Regions from separate parts of the Zea mays genome. Here region 2 is linked to region 1. Evidence: chromatin contacts called from public Hi-C data. All regions are on one chromosome and are shown on one strand. The core of a region is the stretch at or near the end of the contact, and the rest is flanking DNA. Distances in the headings are between cores, read along the strand shown.

Region 1 (3,322 bases), core at 105-2,604:
TGTTGGGGATGTCCTCTTTAGACCTTGGAAGAGAATTAGGAAACGTTGGGAATCCAGCAAGTGCAAGTTCATGTGGTTGGTCGCTCATAATAGATGTTAGACTGAAGATCAACTTGCTAAGCGGGGTTACCGCATCATGAATGTTGCTTGCTATGTGATAAGGAGGAAGAAACTATTGACCAGTTTCTTGTCTCATGTGTTTTCGGCTTTTCGCTTGGCATGTGCAGTACTCCTCCTGCAGCAAGTGGGGCTAGAATCCTTAACCCCTCAGCAGGATGATGTTTCCTTTGATGATTAGTGGGTAAAAATCAAATTATAGAATGAGTGGTCCAGTTCAAAAAGGGCAAAATCCCATCATCATTTTAGGAGCTCGGGCAATTTGGAATCACCACCATCGCTGCGTTTTAATGGGATTTTGCCAAGCTTGAATGAGGTTATGTTGCTCATCAAGGATGAGCTACTCCTTTGGTGGGCTTGAGGGGCCTCTCATCTCCTCGCCCTTGCGCCAAATAATGGTTGGTTGTGATCATTTTTTTTAGTTTTAACTTGTAGTCAAGCATGTAGTTTTTCACTGGTGTGTTTAGGTGTTTGGTATATGGGTCAAAACATTTTTCTTCTTAATATAATGATACGCAGTTGTCCTGTGTTTTTCACGAGATCACATAGGGCAAGTGGCAGTGCTAATCAGAAAGGGCAGGAGGCATTCGTCTATGTTAAAGCACAGCTCAATGGCTGCAAATCAAGAAATGAATGTCAAACAGCATAACAAAATGCTAAAAAACAAGCGAACAAATTCTCCTGGGTCCTGAAGGAACGCAAATCGTCCAAACACGTTGGGGCGCTTACTTAACGAAGTGCTAACAAGACCGATCCACGTAAGAGTTACAGCTACGGCACATCAAGCTACATGAGAACCAAGCATGGATCACTAAACAGAAAGGACTCGATGCAGAGCTACGCCATCATCGAGAACCAAGCAATCATCCACAACTTCGCGAAATTAGCAATCCTCGTATCGTAGATCAAGCCAGATGGATCCCGATCCCAGTCCTAGCCAAATCTACAAGCAGACACGGAAATCATGCGGAAGGACGCGCGCTCTTACCCCTGGCAGTGACAAAGAAGGGGGAGTCGATGGAGAACCGCGTCTGGCTCCGGCCGCGAGCCGAGCCGTCGTCCCGGTCGGGGGCGCCAGCACCGGCAAGGGGGCCCCTGGCCGCCGCCACGGCGGGGCGCCAGGAGACGGAAGACGAGAGCCTTCTTCCCGCAACCCGCAGCATCGTGTCGCCCTCTTCCTCCGGTGATGGCGCTCGCCTCCAATCTAATCTCGGCTAGGGTTCGCGCCGGGAAGCACGGAGGAAGACAGACAGAGAAGAGAGACTGGTGAAAACGAGGGACGGAGAAAAATATTGGGGGCGGTGGGCTACGCTGCCCCAATTTCTGCAGCCCAAGAAACACACACACTGATTTGCACGTGGTGAGCTTGGCTAGCCTGCTTCCAAATGGGCCTCCACTTAATAACTGTAATTCTGCTGGTGCTCTCCCGTGAACCCGGACCGTGGGAAAGGTGGTTTTTCTAGTTCCTTCATATCACGACGAGGCAAACATCACAGGTCCATTCAAGGGTGAAACAGGATGAAATGTTGTAGCAGAATTTATAACACAGAGGCTACTATTTGTTTGTGGAAATTTAAATGTGCAGGAATCTGGCTACTGTAGGCTTACACAACAATGCAGTCTGTTTCTGTTAAGGAACGCAGGAAGGAACTATCAGAGACCAACGATCGTTGGGTGGTGTTGTGGCTGTGCCTCTTCAGGGCTGTGCCCCATCCTCGTCGGCGGCCGAGGCCGTGTGAGCCGGGTACCTCCACATGATGTCAGCCCAGGTGCTCTGCCCGTCCGTCACTTCCTTCACCACCGAGGCCACCTCGTCCACATCCACGCGGATCTGGTCCTTGCTGTCACGATCGCGCACCGTCACGCTCGTGGTGTGATCAACCGTGATCGCCAGGGGGACACCAATCTCATCCGTCCTTGCGTACCGTTTTCCTATTGTATTACCTGCAACAGAGGCAGTCACGGATCAGAATTCAGAACGACTGAAACTGTAGACCTCCATTGCAACAGAACTTAGATAAACAGTGCCACAGAAAACAAGCGCAACTCTACTGATTTGGCCATGTACCTGTCATGTCGATGATATGTGAAATCCCAGCTGCTGTCAGGGCCTTGGAGATCTTCTTGGCAACAGCCTCAAATTTCTCGAGCTTGACCAATGGAAAGACGGTGCACTTTATTGGAGCAACGAGAGGGGGAAACCTGAACACGTTTAGCTGCTCATCCTCGGTCTTGCCAGGCCTTTGGTAGAAGCAGTGCTCAAAAAGGCAGTATATGATGCGCCCGATCCCAAAGGATGGCTCTATGACGGAAGGAGTAAATTTCCTCTGGTGCTCCTTTTTCTTCTCGATGTTGATTGAAACCATGTTTTTCTTTATGGTGACATTCTTCCCAAGGGTACACACCTTGAACTCGACTTCCCCTCTGGATTCCAACGCGGCTTTCATGTCCAGTGCCTCGGTCTCGGTCATGGCCTGTACAAAGATAATAAAGTAAATGATGATCAGCCTAACAGCAACATAATATAACAAGCCAATGTGGTTATGAAACTTACTTCCAATGACTCAACAACCAACTTCTGGTTCCCTTTGAATGCAAGACCAAGTTCCTTCTTTGATGGCGTTATAACTAATTTCTGACTATGCCAAAATGAAACTTGTTAATAGCAAAGCTGATAGTTTAAAGAAACTGACCAAAACATCACAGCTTCATAGCGATGATAATGACTGAAACATTTTATTGGAGGAAAACATTGGTGCAGAGTAAAAATGTAAAGCTCACCTCCACTTCTCTGGGTTCAGCAAACTTCTCATGTGCTTCAAGTTTCTCGCCGCTTTTATCCTGTCCAATACCAACATTAGAAAGGAGTTCCATTATGATGTAGGTGTAAAAGAAAATTTCAGAACGGGGCAAATAAAGTCAGAGTTTTAGCTAACTATTTAATTGTACAACACTAAAACAAAAAAAAAGGCTAGCTTTTTCATAGCAATAACTATTTGACCATAAAAAGTGAAGGACTGGGGCTATTTAAAAAGCAATTTCATAAAAAGTGATAATGGCACAGCTTTTTGTATAACTAGCAAATATACCCCGTGTGTTGCAACTGAAAAAAAGCTATCAAACGTTAGTGAGAAACAAAGATGTGAATGTTATACATCTATTATGTTTTACCCTTTCTACAAAATTTGAAATCTATAATTTGTAT
Region 2 (3,324 bases), core at 751-3,250, 430 kb after region 1:
AGTTGCATGCATGCATATCCATATCCTCGATCGGCCGGCCAGCTGGACGATCACGCGTCCTTTTTATTCCTGTGGTGCTCCCCACCGTACGGCCATGCACTGCCGCTGGCGCTGGCGCTGGGCGACGACGCCGTGGTCGTGGACGACGGCGTGGACGGCGCCGCGCCGCCGGGGGCGGCCGGAGACGACGGCGGGCCGGGCTGGGTGATGAGCTGCCGCGCCGAGAAGTCCAGTATCTGCGGCGGCGCACTCCAGGACGACGGCGGCGAGAACGAGAAGGGCAGGTTGCCGCCCCGCCCGCCCATCATCATGAGCTGCTGCTGGACCGCCGCCGCGTGGTCGCCGCCGCCCCGGCCGCCCTGCAGCAGCTGCGCGTACTGCATGAGGTCAGGGTACGGGTACGGGTACGGCATGACGGTCGGGCGGCCGTGCTGCAAGTGCGGCTGCGCCTGCGCCTGCGGCATTGCTGCCAGGTTCACCGCCGCCGCCCGCGGGTGCCGGTGGTGGTCCGGGATGCCGCGGGTGACGACGAAGCCGAGGTCGGTTCGGCCCTGCACGCGCTCCGGGAAGTTGAGCTTGGCCTTGGTGCCCTTGAACCGCAGCGCCGCCTCGTCGTAGGCGATGGCGGCGTCCTCCGCCGTGTCGAAGGTGCCGAGCCACACCCGCGCCGCCTTCTTGGGGTCCCGGATCTCCGCCGCCCACTTGCCCCACGGCCGCTGCCTCACCCCTCGGTAGTGCCGCCTCAGACCTGCACCTCCCGCGGCGCAAAACATGCTTAGTTTATTCGCTACTACAAAACACATGGCCGTGCTCAATAGAGTAATTAACTATCTACCACCTACTTGGCCTGGACACAGGTTTTATCAAATCGTCGTGAGAGCACGTTGCGTCACAGATAACGTAATCTTTGTACGCATAAAATACTCCTTGGCAAGATAATTCGTCAATCAGCATAGTTAATTAGCGGTGCTTGATCTCCTGCCCAGTTCATGCTGGTGTGCTTTCTCGAGTGTTCATTAACCCACGGACTATTACTGCTAGTCAAGGAGTAAGTATACTTAGCTAGCTGCTGGTAATTGACAGGCTGCATCGATGATGGACGACGTGTCACTGATTTGGACGGTGCGAAGCTTCCAAACAGCTAGCCGCGCAATCGAGCGAGCGGAAGCGCCCGTGTGTGCGTGCCTTGCTTTCGCAATCGAGCGCGCACACAGGACAAGGAGTAATGCTAGCTTTGCTATGCTCGCATCGATCGATGAGAGAGGATGGATGGCTACGTGCGCGCGCGTACCTTGCTCCTCCTCGGCGGCGACGTGGCCACCGGGATGGTGGTGCGCAGCCGCTTGCGGTTGCGGATGGTCTCCCTCTCCCTGCCGCAGGACCGGCGCGCCGGCGGCGCCGTACAAGCAGGCGGCCTGCTGCGGCGGGAGTTGGTCGGGCGAGGCGCGGATGACATGGGCTAGCGCGGAGGCCACGGCGGAGGCGTCGTGGTCGGCGCGCGCCGAGTAGTAGTACTGCGCGTACGCCTCCGGCGAAGGGCCGGCCACGGAAGACGACGAAGACCCTCGGCCACCGCTAAAGGTAGCTCCTGCTTGCAGCTGCGAGACGACAACGTGATGCTTCTCCTCCTGATCCAGCTGCTCGTACTTTGCCGGCGGCGGGGGCAGCTCCTCCTCCTCTTCCTCCTCCTCGTCGGCGGGTAGGGGCCTCTTGCCATGCCTCCTCCGTGGATCCACCTTAGTCAGCTGCCCGTTGATCTGCCTCCTCCTCCGGTGGGTAGAGCTGGACCGATCGATCCGGGCATGCGTCAAGGAGAGAGCTGAAGATTTGGACTTTCGGACGGAGGCTCGCGCTAGGCTCGGTGCAGCAGTGCACAATGACGTGCCGAGCTCGCTACTGATAAGTACGCGGAGAGAGATGCGCATAATGCCTTCTCTTTTATCTTTATTATTTATTGTTTATTTACTGTGTTGGCTAGTAAGAGAGAGAAAGGAAGATGAAACCTTTTGTACTGTAAACTTAGTTCCGAAAGGGTAAAAAAGGTTATCTTAAAACTTGGGACATCTCTAATAATAATACTAATATTGCTTTATTAGCAGCATGCATGTCGGAATTCGGAAAAGACAAGATAGCGGCGCCTTCCACTACAGTAAACTAACAAACATCCGACGGCCACCTTATCTCTGACGGCCGCCTACGAGGCCGTCGGAGATAAGGTTATGTCCGACGGCCACAACGGGCTCTCGGAAATACTGCTTATCTCCGACGGCTGTGTACGAGGCCGTCGGAGATAAGGTTATGTCCGACGGCTGGCAGCGTAGCCGTCGGAGATTACTGATTTCAAGGTAACGGCGCTAGGGCCGTTTCGATTTTCATTTCTCTCTCGCGCGCTCGGTGCTCTCTCTCTCTCTCCGCGCCGTCGCCTCGCCGCCGTGCCCGCTTCGTCGCCGCCGCGCCAGCGCGCTCACCGAGGCAGCCGTCGTGCCTGCGCGCTCGCCGAGGCCCCGGTCGCACCGTGCGCCCGCCGCCGTCCGGCTCCCCACGCCCGCTGTCCGGTGTCTCCCGCGCTGCTGCTCCTCGCCAACGGCATAACCACAACTACCGCTAAGTGAGTATCCTTAACATTGTTTTTTAGAATTGTATGTATTAATGTATTTGATAAGAATTGTATGTATGAATGTATTTGATTAGAATTGTATGTATGAATGTATTTGATTGTTTAGTTTGTTATGTCCGACGGCCAAAATTTGATTATGTAATTAAATTAGCTTGTTTTAGTTCATTTAGTGGTGCTTTAGATAATTTAAATTTTTAATTTCCGAGGGTAATTATTATGCCCTCGGAAATAAGGTCATTTTATATGATTTGTCATCCATAACAATGTTATTTCGTATGTAATATTGTATTGTGGTTTATTAGTTTTATTATTTAATAATGCACGATGATTCTAGTTAATCATAGTGTATCGTAGTGTGAACAAACGAAACCTAGGCGTCACCCGTTTCGGCCCAACACACCTTACAAGCGACACATGTGAGGTATGTTGGGCCAGAATTGTCCCTTTATTGGACAGCCTCGGGGTGACCGACAGAGTCTGTGTTTATGACAAAAGCATGTGCTCCTGCTTAGTTTCGGCAACATAACCCCTCTGTTCTCCAATTGCACCATTTTTAGGCGTGCGATTGGAGAACAGCGGGGTTATGCTGCCAAAATTTCGCACGACCACATGTCTTGTCATAAACACGGGCTCGTCGGTCACTCCTGGGTGGGTTTAGGACCTATCCTTTCCTACAGATGTAGGGGCGTGATTTCTTCGTAAAAACA

What was found. Hi-C and Micro-C count contacts between places; a contact is called where the count stands out from the background.
Region 2: a Hi-C map of ear shows a contact between it and region 1, with 5 times the contacts expected there. The contact joins the promoter of LOC103646542 here to the promoter of LOC100192538 in region 1. A contact is called at or near these places in 5 of 25 Hi-C or Micro-C datasets (bundle sheath, ear, endosperm and 2 more) and 1 of 3 datasets of contacts at active chromatin or transcription factors (leaf).

Annotation. Positions count from the first base shown.
Region 1 is chr2:65,071,308-65,074,629 of Zm-B73-REFERENCE-NAM-5.0, forward strand. It overlaps LOC100192538 (cytochrome b-c1 complex subunit Rieske, mitochondrial), which reads right to left and starts at 1,355. Exons shown (of 2, transcript NM_001137757.1): 1 at 1,106-1,355. The coding sequence starts at 1,280. It overlaps LOC113687172 (glycine--tRNA ligase, mitochondrial), which reads right to left. Exons shown (of 9, transcript NM_001367480.1): 6 at 2,899-2,958; 7 at 2,672-2,752; 8 at 2,186-2,591; 9 at 1,655-2,061. The coding sequence ends at 1,814.
Region 2 is chr2:65,503,409-65,506,732 of Zm-B73-REFERENCE-NAM-5.0, forward strand. LOC103646542 reads right to left here and starts at 2,001. Exons shown (of 2, transcript XM_008671266.3): 1 at 1,292-2,001; 2 at 1-748. The coding sequence starts at 1,925. The coding sequence ends at 51.